4 separate regions of the Mus musculus genome follow, and regions 1, 2 and 4 are each linked to region 3. A link is a contact called in public HiCAR-type and promoter capture Hi-C data. All regions are on one chromosome and are shown on one strand. Each heading gives the region's core, a stretch centred on a gene start, on an enhancer-like site or on the middle of the called end of the contact. The rest is flanking DNA. Distances are from core to core; before and after follow the strand shown.

Evidence for each region. Promoter capture Hi-C pulls out the DNA fragments that hold promoters and counts their contacts. HiCAR-type assays count read pairs that join an accessible place to other places.
Region 1: a HiCAR-type map of astrocytes shows a contact between it and region 3, with 8 times the contacts expected there. The contact joins the promoter of 4930554P06Rik here to the promoter of Iqub in region 3. A contact is called at or near these places in 11 of 39 promoter capture datasets (the 3T3-L1 cell line, 3T3-L1-derived adipocytes, cranial neural crest and 7 more), 3 of 484 Hi-C or Micro-C datasets (cerebellar granule neurons and cortical neurons) and 1 of 115 datasets of contacts at active chromatin or transcription factors (astrocytes).
Region 2: a HiCAR-type map of astrocytes shows a contact between it and region 3, with 3 times the contacts expected there. The contact joins the promoter of Gpr37 here to the promoter of Iqub in region 3. A contact is called at or near these places in 3 of 39 promoter capture datasets (the 3T3-L1 cell line, cranial neural crest and liver), 1 of 115 datasets of contacts at active chromatin or transcription factors (astrocytes) and 1 of 9 other capture datasets (embryonic stem cells).
Region 4: a contact with region 3 is called in a promoter capture Hi-C map of second pharyngeal arch cranial neural crest, with 5 times the contacts expected there. The contact joins the enhancer-like site here to the promoter of Iqub in region 3. A contact is called at or near these places in 7 of 39 promoter capture datasets (the 3T3-L1 cell line, cranial neural crest, embryonic stem cells and 3 more) and 1 of 115 datasets of contacts at active chromatin or transcription factors (astrocytes).

What each region holds. Positions count from the first base shown.
Region 1 is chr6:23,180,065-23,182,764 of GRCm38.p6, forward strand. It overlaps 4930554P06Rik (RIKEN cDNA 4930554P06 gene), which reads right to left and starts at 1,451. Exons shown (of 2, transcript NR_167898.1): 1 at 1,409-1,451; 2 at 417-1,258.
Region 2 is chr6:25,688,674-25,691,373 of GRCm38.p6, forward strand. It overlaps Gpr37 (G protein-coupled receptor 37), which reads right to left and starts at 1,307. Exons shown (of 2, transcript NM_010338.2): 1 at 1-1,307. The coding sequence starts at 423.
Region 3 is chr6:24,513,814-24,516,513 of GRCm38.p6, forward strand. It overlaps Iqub (IQ motif and ubiquitin domain containing), which reads right to left and starts at 1,254. Exons shown (of 13, transcript NM_172535.3): 1 at 1,167-1,254.
Region 4 is chr6:23,461,403-23,464,102 of GRCm38.p6, forward strand. The region is part of intron 8 of Cadps2 (Ca2+-dependent activator protein for secretion 2); the gene reads right to left. Among named protein-coding and RNA genes, the nearest start is that of Gm38775, 110 kb to the right of the region's middle. Within about 2 kb of position 1,394, at least 5 of the 459 cell types and tissues checked have an H3K27ac peak or open chromatin away from gene starts, as enhancers often do. A contact at or near this core is called in second pharyngeal arch cranial neural crest, where this site is marked.

The DNA of each region.
Region 1 (2,700 bases), core at 201-2,700, 1.3 Mb before region 3:
GCTGAGATCCGAATCTAGGTTCTCTGAAAGAACAAGCCTTTGCCACTGCCGAGCCTTCTTTACAGCCCTACATGCTCCCGATTCCATACTTTAATTCATTTTTAATTCCGCATTTCCGTTAACTATGATTTCAAATCACTTATCATTGTGTCTGTGGATTGTAATGAGTTTCTCTTTGAAAATCTTTTTCTTTTCCTCACAATGTCTCTAGGCTGCAATTTACGAATTTGCCACTGGGTGGCACCAAATTTTACCTTTTTGTTTTTCCTTTGAACTTGGTACACAGTTGTAAATATTTAAGTTGTAGGAGTTAGTCAAGAATTAATTACTTTAATCGGGTAAAGCTGTACGCTAATCCCTATGTCAATGCTAAAGAACCAACCCTTGCACCATAGATTTGTAACAGAAGAAACAGCTGACGTGCCATAAGGGTTTATTACAGTTCAAAAGAGCTAGCTCAAGTTGCGTGCAGCATTGATGGGTACTTAAACCTGAAATTCGATTAACCCAAAAGAAACTGTTCAAATATGCTAAGTCACAACAAACATTAAGGAACCCATAACACAGATACCAAACATAACTCAGATGGGTTCCGGTTACATGCATCCATTTGAAGAAGATCTGAAGCTTACAAAAGCCACGTGCTTTCTTGGATAATCGGCTCCGGGTGTTCATATTGAGGTTCTACGCTCTTGACAGGATTTTTTTTTTTTTTTTGCGGGCTTTCCCAGGGCTATGAAGCTATCTTTTGATCTTCATATCAAAGGTAGTGAACATCTAAGATGCGGTTGTCCTTGGCTCGGGCTTCCTCTTTTCTCTGATAGCAATTTACACGTGCAGTCCCAACTGTATTTTATAATCCGCTGTCTGTAGGTTGCTGTCTCCTCATATACCAAACAAGTAAGAGCATGGGAGAAAGTGAGGGCGGGGTTCAAAACAAGTAGGCAAGAGAAAAGAGTCTTGCTGGACAGTTACTCTGCCTGTTTCTTAGACCAAAGATATTGAAATTACGGTCGAAGGCTGTGAGTTACTTACACTGAGGAGTTGGTCCACTGTCAGGCCTCATTGACTTTGCCTTGAACGTAGCCGCAGTATCTGGTCGTTCATTTTCCACTCCCGTGCTGTAACCCTTCATAAGCCTCTGTCCTTTCATCGATGGCCTCAGAACTCCTCTTACTTCTACCATATTGCTGCCTTCAATCGACTCAGAAGAGCTGACTCTTAGCCAGTGTGATGTCTCACTGCCGTTCAAAGGCCTCTATGATCAGGGAAATTTGTGACATTTTAGGTTACATCTACATAATTTCTTACTGCCCATAAGAATGTATGTATGTATCCATGCTCAAAATAATGAATTCCATCCTGTCTAAAATGGACACATTAGTAGAATTAGTAGAAAACCAACTACCTTCTTACAGCAACCTCTATCACTGAGAGCTGGGTGTGAATGTACCACGTCCACAGATGATGTCACAATATCATAGACTTCTGTAAATTCCTTGACTGGCCTAACTTTCATCTTTGAGCATCTCAACAGCTCACTCTGCAAGGACTCACCTCACTTTTAAAATTAGCACAGCAGTTCTCTGAACAACTCTGAGTCCCCAAGATAAGCCTATAGGATTTGTTTCAGAAAATATTAAAATAATACTCGGTGATCATAAGTATGCTTGCATGCGTGTGGGCGTACATATGTAGGTAAAGCTCTTGAAGTAGAATCGCTGTGCACTATAGGATGTAAGAGGCGTGTATTAGTTGTTTGCTTCTGTTTTCCTAGTTGTCTTGCCTTGGTTCTACTCTTCTTGTGAGGAATGCCATCATGCCCCAGTCCTCCTTAGATGTGACAGTGCTTTGACATGATCTATGTGTCCCCTGGTCACAGCACAGGTTATCTGTGTCTTACAGATCAGACAAATTCATCTCAAGAGCTATGGCAACCTAACCGATTTGACATACTTAATAAGTACACATGAAACTCGAACCCAAGTCCCCGGAACTCCAGAAGCTACAATGGATATACCCTGCTGTGGTTTCACATGTCAATTATACAAATATAAACATTGTTTCTATGGAGAACTACCTGAAGATGGAATGCCACTCCAAGATCTAGATTCTGGTTAGCCAGCTGATTCCTCTGTCAAAACCAAGGTTGAATCCATCCCAGGAGTCAGTCCTTCCTAAGAGGTTGAATTTGGATTCTGCAGGGAAGCACAGGCTACTTGCTTCGCATTTTATTTTTAATTGAGAACACCAGAGACATCAGAATGTGTCCGGTCACAGACAGCACTTTCAGTGAGGTGCTTTTGTTTATGGGAGAATTAGTTGTAATTCAAGGGAGAAGAAAACCCAAGCAACAGAAATGTGTGCTTATTTAGGCCAGAAAACGAGTTTGAGACTACTGACATCATAATTACTAATATTATTATCACTCCACTTTGTAGAGAAAAATACTAAGTTTCTAGTAACCTGCAAGGTAAAGATAGGGTCATGATTAATTCTAAGTGCCTTCTTGTCTTGTCCCAGAGAGACTAGAGTCCACAATAACCTGCCCTTCTGTATGCTTTAGCTGCCTTCTCTCTTTCCATGTCACCAAGGTCACAGCTTGACAAATTTATCTCTGAACTTGGAAGTTTTATTGGTGAGTCTCTCAGACAAAAATATTTTGTCCTAATGCATTCTTTCTTTTTTTAACTCTTGAGG
Region 2 (2,700 bases), core at 57-2,556, 1.2 Mb after region 3:
GAGTTGGGGATCCGTGGGGTCCCTTCTCCTCAAATGCCCGGATGGTTCTTTACCCTGGGCACTTTTCCATCTCCAGGCACTTGGTGGCTTGGTTGGAGGTCCCAAGGGCCCAGCAGCCGCCGCTTCTTCAATCACACCTGTGTCACCGCCCCTGGGTGGTGGGAGGTCCCAAGAGGTCGCCCCTCTCACCTCTGCTTCCAGTTTCTCTCTGGGCACATGGACTCGCAGAGCGTCTTTTGCCGAATTCCCAGGTCCACGGGCATCCCTGCTGCGGCGTTGGATCAGTGGGGAACAGCTCTCCCCCAGACAAGTTCCATTCCTGGGCTCAGGGACAAAGCTCAGGGCAGCAGAGACAGAAACCTTAAACAGCAGAAGGAGCAGCAGCCGCGATGTGCGCGAGAGAGGCGCGCCCCGGGCTGGCATGGCTCGGCGAGGGCGCACCTACTAGCCTGGCTCTAGCTTAGCACCGACACCTGCTGCCAAACTTGGTGCAGAGAGTTAGGCACATGTCACATACTCACCGCTGGGTAGAGGATGGGAGCAGAAGATTGCTGGGAGGGAACAGGGCGCTTGGGGAAGGACGGTGTCATCAACACATCCCTACAATCCTTCCACGTTTCATGTTCTGAGCATTTCCCAGCCAAATCTAATCCAAGCTCGGTGCACCCGAAGGTTCCCAGGGAAATAACAGATCCAAGAGGCTGACCTTGAAAAGTTGCGAACACCACCTGATTGTTCCCTAATGTTGCGACTGGGCGCAGCCTGGAGGAAGCCCCGCGCTCCTCCCAGCCTTTGGGTGGTGGCTGTCTTCTTGGTAACAGTTGCTCTGCTATTTACATCCTTTCCATACTGCTTTATCCAGTCGCTAGTAGAGGTCTCTAGAGAAAAAGAAAAACAAGTCCGCTCCACTAGGGGACTGGCTGTCACAATCCCACTCTCGGCTGGCGGGGGGGTGGGGGGTGGGGACCCTTGCAAACAAGGCACCACCGGAGCACAGAGGAAACTCTTGCTTCGTTTAACTCCGACGACTTTCAAAGGGACTGTTGCCAAGGAGAAGCCAGATTCGAAACCCGCGGCCACTGTCAAAGTTGCTGCTCCTTCAGTTCAAAGTTGACAAGTGGATGGCGCCAGCGGCTGCGCCTAGTGCACGGGCTGAGAAGGCGTGGAGTGGAGCGAGAGGGAGGAGAGGGCGCTGCTGTTTTGTGCACAGTGCTGTGGGCTGCAGGAGCTTGTCACTGCCACCACCATCGCAACCCGGGTGGAGAGCGTGGTGCCTGGAACCGCTGCTGGCGGGCGGAGCGGTGCATGGTGGACAGGGGAGGTGGCCCGGCCTCTCCCAGCGGCTCAGCCACTGCGCGGGCTTCACTCCAGGTCGCCTCCCTCTCGTCCTCCTTCTAGCAGAGCATCTGGTTTGTGGAGAGACGGGATCCCCTGGTGGTTTTACCACACACTAAACCCACACACGTTTCATTCAAGGCGTTCGCAGTAGCTTTCAATAGGAAGCTAGGAGCGACCCGGGAACAAGGGCGGAGGCGCCGAATCTGCACGGCTAAAGGCAAGGAGGACGTGAACTCCATGGGTTATTGCCCTAGATAGTCCAACCAACCCGACCTAATCTGTCACCACTAAGGAGGGGGTTGGATCTCAGGACCCCCGGTGCAGGCGGGGATCCCTGGAGGAGAAGGTAGAAAGGGCAAGCCTCTTGAGATCTGCAACAATTGGTAGCAACTGGTGCGCATGCTCAGGCTTCAGACTCCCCAGGGAATAGTGACACATTCACAGTCTTAGATTCCCCAGAGCAGAGTCAGAAAAGAAACAGACTTCATTGGTTTCATTCACTCGGTAAGAGAGTAGATTGTAAGGTAAGAAGGATCCAGGTGTCCCGTTACCTTTAACATTGACTTTGAAAGCATCCTACCAGGAGGTGGAGTTAGAGCTGATCACAGGGAGCAGGAGGAACGCAGCAACCTTGATATGTTCAGAACTGAGAACTGAGGAGGACCGAACTCCCATCACGATGCCCATGCCTTTCCAATTTTTATATACACACAACCCCGTGTAGCAATCTTGGTATAGCTGAGAAAACAGACAAATATCGGACCAAATTTTTAAAAGGGGAAGAAATAAACATGTGAGATAGAGACAAAGGCAACAACAGAAGAATTATCTAAGGGCACAATAGAAAATACAGTAAAAATACAATTGCAGTAAAGAGCCTCAAACTATCTACGTCCTAAGCACTGTCATTTGTGAATATGTGTTTACATAGCAAAAGGAACTCTACAGTGAGACTTACTTAAATATCTGGAGATGAAAAGAGTGTCACGGGTTATAAATTTGTGCACACACAAGGGACCCAAGAAGAAAAAGGTAGAGAGAGATGAGAGGGTAGTAGACTATGAAAATCTTTATAATTTTTTTTCTTGTGTTGAGGTTCAAATGGGCAGATGCACAGACACCAGACATAACAACAAAACTGACAAGGGTCAAAAAAAACAAAAAACTATTTTGGAAAAAGTTAGACAAAAATTAAAATACGGGATTTCACCAAAGGTTAAGTGTCAAATGACATGTCACAGGGAGGTAGTGTTCAGCACCAGCTTGTTGGATGACTGAAAATGGAAACAGATAAAATTACTCTTCTTTTAAAGTAGAAAAAATGAAAAGAGAAGAAAATCCCATTTGCAACGGTATTTGTCA
Region 3 (2,700 bases), core at 4-2,503:
AGGGAAGGTCTGAAATGGTTTTAAGATGTTTACAATTCAGTGTTTCATTGTTAAAGTATGCGGTGGTTTGAGGAAGAATGGCCCCTATAGGCTCATATAGTTGAATCCTTAGTCACCAGGGAGTGGAACGCTTTGATAGGATTAGAAGGATTTGGAGGTATGACCTTGTCAGAGGGTATGTCACTGGGGGTGGGCTTTGAGGTGTCAAAAGCTCATGCCTCTCTGCCCACCACCCTCTTTCTCCCTGGGGACCAGGATGTAGTACTCTCAGCTATTGCTCTAGTACCAGGCCTGTATGCTCACCCACCATGATGAGAAGGGACTAACTTACTAAGTGTAAGCAAGCCTCCAATTAAGTGCTTTCTTTTCTAGGAGTTGGCTTGGTCATGGTGTCTCCTCAAAGCAATAGAACAATAACAAAGACAGAGTGTCACGCTATTGGATGGAGGTATGGACCTCTTGGCACAGCATCTCATTATGCATCCCAGACTGGCCTTAAACTTGCCATCCTCCTGCCTCATCTCCCCAGTGCTAAGGGCATGCATCTCCAAGGATGCTGAATTTCCTTCATTTTTATATATTATCCATTCAAATATGTTTCAGTCTTTATTTTACTTTTAAAATAAAACTCAGTGGCTATTAAGATTGTATATAAAAAGTCTGCCACTTCATTTCTTCCCATTAAAGCCTGCTACATGTAGAATACTGGTAAGACAGAGATTCTGTCTTGTCTTTTATTTTATAGGCCTACTGAAGTTTTTGTTAGTAGGTAAGACAATGACTGGAGGAAAGCAGCATTCCTGGTAAGGAAAGTCTAAAGGCTGAATTCCCTGCAGACTGGAAATGGTGTCCATAGACCAGTACCAGATGCGGGCACTCTCCTCTCCTTAGCACCCAGGAGGCGGGGTGGTGTAAACCTCCCAGAGTGATCTTGTTGATTCAAGATACCATATCAGTGGGGAGGGGGGTAACTAGAGAAGGGTCAAAAGCGGTGTGATGCTTTGTAAGTTTTCTGTTTTTAAGTAAAGTTAAGGAGCACTGTCCTCTGACCAGAGAGCCCTGTATCCAAGAGAGATCGGCACCCCTGCAAGGCCTAGCATGCCAGGCTCACCCCCAGTTAGAACCAGCAGCCATCTAGGAAAGGGCTGCCAAACGTGTCCTCTTACCTGTTCAAGAAATAGCTATCACAGACCAAGAGGCTTCACCAGTCCTCGGAAGCAGCTCCTTTCTGCTTAGATGTTCTGTTGCTGGCGTATCCTAGCAACTGCCAGCTTCCTCTGCCAGGGCACCGCCCCCGCGCAGTGGGAAAGGAAACAGCCAGCAAGAGCAAAAGCAGAGGAGCCAGAAGTAGAGATTGTTTGGCGCCAGGAACTGAGACCTAAAGATTATTCCAAGTTAACCTTTCTCCGGGAGTTCTCTCACACTTCTGAAAAGGCAGTCCTGTAAACAGTCTAAGCTCACGGGTTACCTTCTTTTAAAAATGCAAATGTGAACACTGAGAGACAGGGATTATAAAGGAACACAACTGTGTGCTACCTAAGTTCTTTTGTCCAGTTAAGATCTTTCCTTTAGCTTCCTGGCAGCCAGAAAGAACAGGAAGAATTAATAACTACTCTGCTTTTATAAGTCAGGAGAAGCAAAGCTTTTTCTATCACCACGTTCTTTAGTCTTAAAATCAGTTTTAGAGAAAGGATCAAATATGTTCCCTGCACAAATTTCATGTGGTTATCTCACAATAACAGCAAAGGTTTAGTAATATCATTAAGCATAGCACCGTATCTGTATTTCGAATAGCCAATGCAATGATTCTATTGAAGGATTGCTATTAGCACTGCCATACTATTTAAAAAAAAAAATGAAACACACAAAGATTAAATGAGAGCCAGTATTAAAATCCAATCTGAATCGAGAGCCCAGATTTTTTAAAACCCTTACTATGTGCTATGTTTAACATCCTTTGATATTTAAAGAGCTTAATGAAATTAAAAAACGTGTTATAAAGTCCATTCCCCTCATTATAAAAGCCGTTGCCTTCTTTATACCTTGTTGCTACAAATCCACTCTCATCAATTTGCTGACATCACTTTCCCACCCCATCACTTTCAAAGGCTTATCATTCATTATTCTCCTGTTAGGGGCAGTATGCAAACACCAGGGTTAGGAATAGAGGCAGCAGAAAAATTCATATTCTTTCCACTGCTAAATGTAGCTTGATACCCACCACCTGTCTTAATAACTTACTGATAATGTACTACAAACTTAGCTTTATAGAATGTACTTTTCTTAGATGGTCTATCTACATAGGTTACTTGGATAGGTTACTAACACATCAAAGGCACACACACACACACACACACACTTTCTATCTCACAAATACATAAACGTGCTTGGCTATAAAAATGTCGATGTCCCCTGAATGAAAACAGCAATAGAAAAATAGTATTAATCAGAAAATAAAAACAAATCCATGCTTTTTTTTTATCCAATTTTACTTTTTATCCTAAATCTATGCCCTTGCTTAGGTCTTGTTCAAAATGTCATCTTGCACTTAGTCATAGGCTGTTCCTTTTAATGTGCTTCCACTTTTACAAAGTCGCCACCTAGTGGCTTTATGAAATCAAGCATTTCAAAGTAACTCCACATGGAAATGTATCTCTATAAAAAACAGGTAAGTAGAAAAACTATTAGAATAATTATTTA
Region 4 (2,700 bases), core at 144-2,643, 1.1 Mb before region 3:
GCAAGCTTACCGAGCACATTCTTACAGCATGTGGGTGATCACTCCCTCAGTTGCCTCAATAGAAACTGTCCTTCAGTTCCCCCAAGGAGCATCCTCGGAAGACAGAGACAACAAAGAGGCTCATCTGAGGTCCAGGAGGTGTGAAGAGGAGGGTGAAACACTATAAGAGGGGAGCGCAGAATCTAAGTTCCAACTCCATGGTCTTGGCTTCTAGATGGGTCTCTTCCTCAGAGCAACGGTATTCTCTTCAAATAGTTCAGATGAACTCTTGTGAACAGAGCAAGATAATCATCTGCTTACTAGAGAGACTGAGTGTAGGAGTTCTGCCTTGGTACTGCTGTCAGAGCTGAGAAAATGCAAGGACTGTGAAGTTCCCTACGCCATTAGTTTTTGTTTGTTTGTTTGTTTGTTTGTTTTTTCTAACTGTAAACAGAGATTCTGAATGGTCTCCCAGATGCTTGAAAGTTTATCCAGGTGATCAATTTATCAAATACACATCACAGGTCTTTTAATAAGTGTAAATGTAGTCCAGAGATATTAGGAAACACTGTTAGCCGGGGCCTAGCAAACACAGAAGTGGATGTTCACAGTCAGCTATTGGATGGATCACAGGGCCCCCAATGGAGGAGCTAGAGAAAGTATCCAAGGAGCTAAAGGGATTTGCAACCCTATAGGTGGAACAACAATATGAACTAACCAGTACCCCAGAGCTCTCGACTCTAGCTGCATATGTATCAAAAGATGGCCTAGTCGGCCATCACTGGAAAGAGAGGTCCGTTGGACTTGCAAACTTTATATGCCCCAGTACAGGGGAACGCCAGGGCCAAAAAGGGGGAGTGGGGAGGGGTGGGTATGGGGGACCTTTGGGATAGCATTGGAAATGTAAACGAGGAAAATACCTAATAAAAAAATTAAAAAAAAAAAGAAGTGTTATCATGAATTACAGATCATGTCTCTGACACTATCACATGAAGAGAGGTTTTGCAAATAAATGGCTAATTTATCTACATGATAGAAAACAAAAGATTTGTCTCAAATTTTACCTGATCACATGTTTTGGAGCGGGGTTGGGGAAGGGTGGTGCCCACCAGGAACTGTTGCAGCTCATATGCATACAGCTGTATATTTATGGACAGGGAGATTTGCTTGTCTTCAGAGTCTACATATTGAAACCAACAGAAGACTTTCACTCCCCCGAAGCCAGATATTTTGCACATTATTCCAAGCATATATTGTAAAATAAACACTAAAAAACATTTCAGCATTCGTTCCAATGTGTTGGCTACCAAATGTCAGTAAGCAAGCCAATCTCTGAAGGAGAGGGTGTGGAAAGTCACCCTGCCGGGCACCAGGAGCCTTGGATTCCGCAGCCCAACAGGCTGGAGAATGGCCTGAGAAGCTGCGTGGCCAAGCACTGGTAGGTGGTTGCTGCTGCTCTAGCTCTGGAGAGCGTCGTGTGAGAAACACTGTTTTAATTTATAGCTAATCAGAAATTTAAAAACCTCAGCTACTTCAAAACATATAAAAGGCATTTTATCTAAAACTATATAATTAGAGTTACAGATAGAACAATGGGAAACTTTTCAAACTGAAATAAATCAAACATTTTTTCTCCTCCTTTTCTTTTTGTCCTTTAAATTTGAAAACAGTGCCCCCAAGTGGCTAGAAGTATTTCCTACAAGAACGGAGACACCTCACAGGCTATAATGCTGGACTTAGGGTTTGGCCCAGAGCATATGTAGTACAAATTAATTATAAATGTCTTTTAGCTTGCCACAAATATTTTTAAAAAAGTTGCGCCACTTTTGCTCTCATTGTTTACATTATAAAACATGAACACAAGGCCTATTGATCCTCAAATCTCATTTCACTCTTAAATCTTATGAGGTCTGACATAACCTGGCATTAGGTAACCACAGGCTATATGAAATAAAATAGAATAAAAGGAAATAAACACCAGAGAAAATGATGGTATTCTCTATTCCTTCATTTGTGTCACAAAAATAATCCTAAAATTTATGATGTTGTTGTAATATAACTAGGTGAAGGTTCATAAGGAAAAACGCCTCCCACTTAAATAGTGGGTATAGCATGCAAGGATAGCATGCACTTAAATAGTCGATAGCATGCAAGGGCGTGGTTCAGTATATGGCTATACACCCACTTCCCGATACAAGGAACTAATAGTAGTTTCTTTGTGCCAACATCTAGAAGAATTCTTTGAAAGAAAACACAAAACAATTCCTGGGTATAACCAATATCTTTATTGATATGTAAAAATAATTTTTACACAAAACATTGATAAAGAGGGTTTTTCTCCTGGTAGGTGGTGGCGTATAATCACAACTTTTAGAAGATGGGGGAAGGGAGGATAATGAGGTAGCGGGCAACCTGAGCCACACAGTGAGTCTGCGACCAGCCTGGGCTACAAACCAAGATCCAGTCTCAACAACAAACAAACAAGCAAACAAACAGCACTTCAAACAGTCCGAACTGCGTCAGCAGTGTAGACCAGGAAGAGACACTTGGCACTTAAAGGTTTAATATTGACTAGACCCTTTAAAAATAATTGCTTAGCTAAATATTTATGTTCTTGTGTCTACCTGCCTTCAGCTAGCATTGATTTATCTGTCTGTTTGCTTTTCACCAGGCTCCACTGTGTAGCAAAGCTCTTGTATTTTAAGTGTATAACCATGGTCT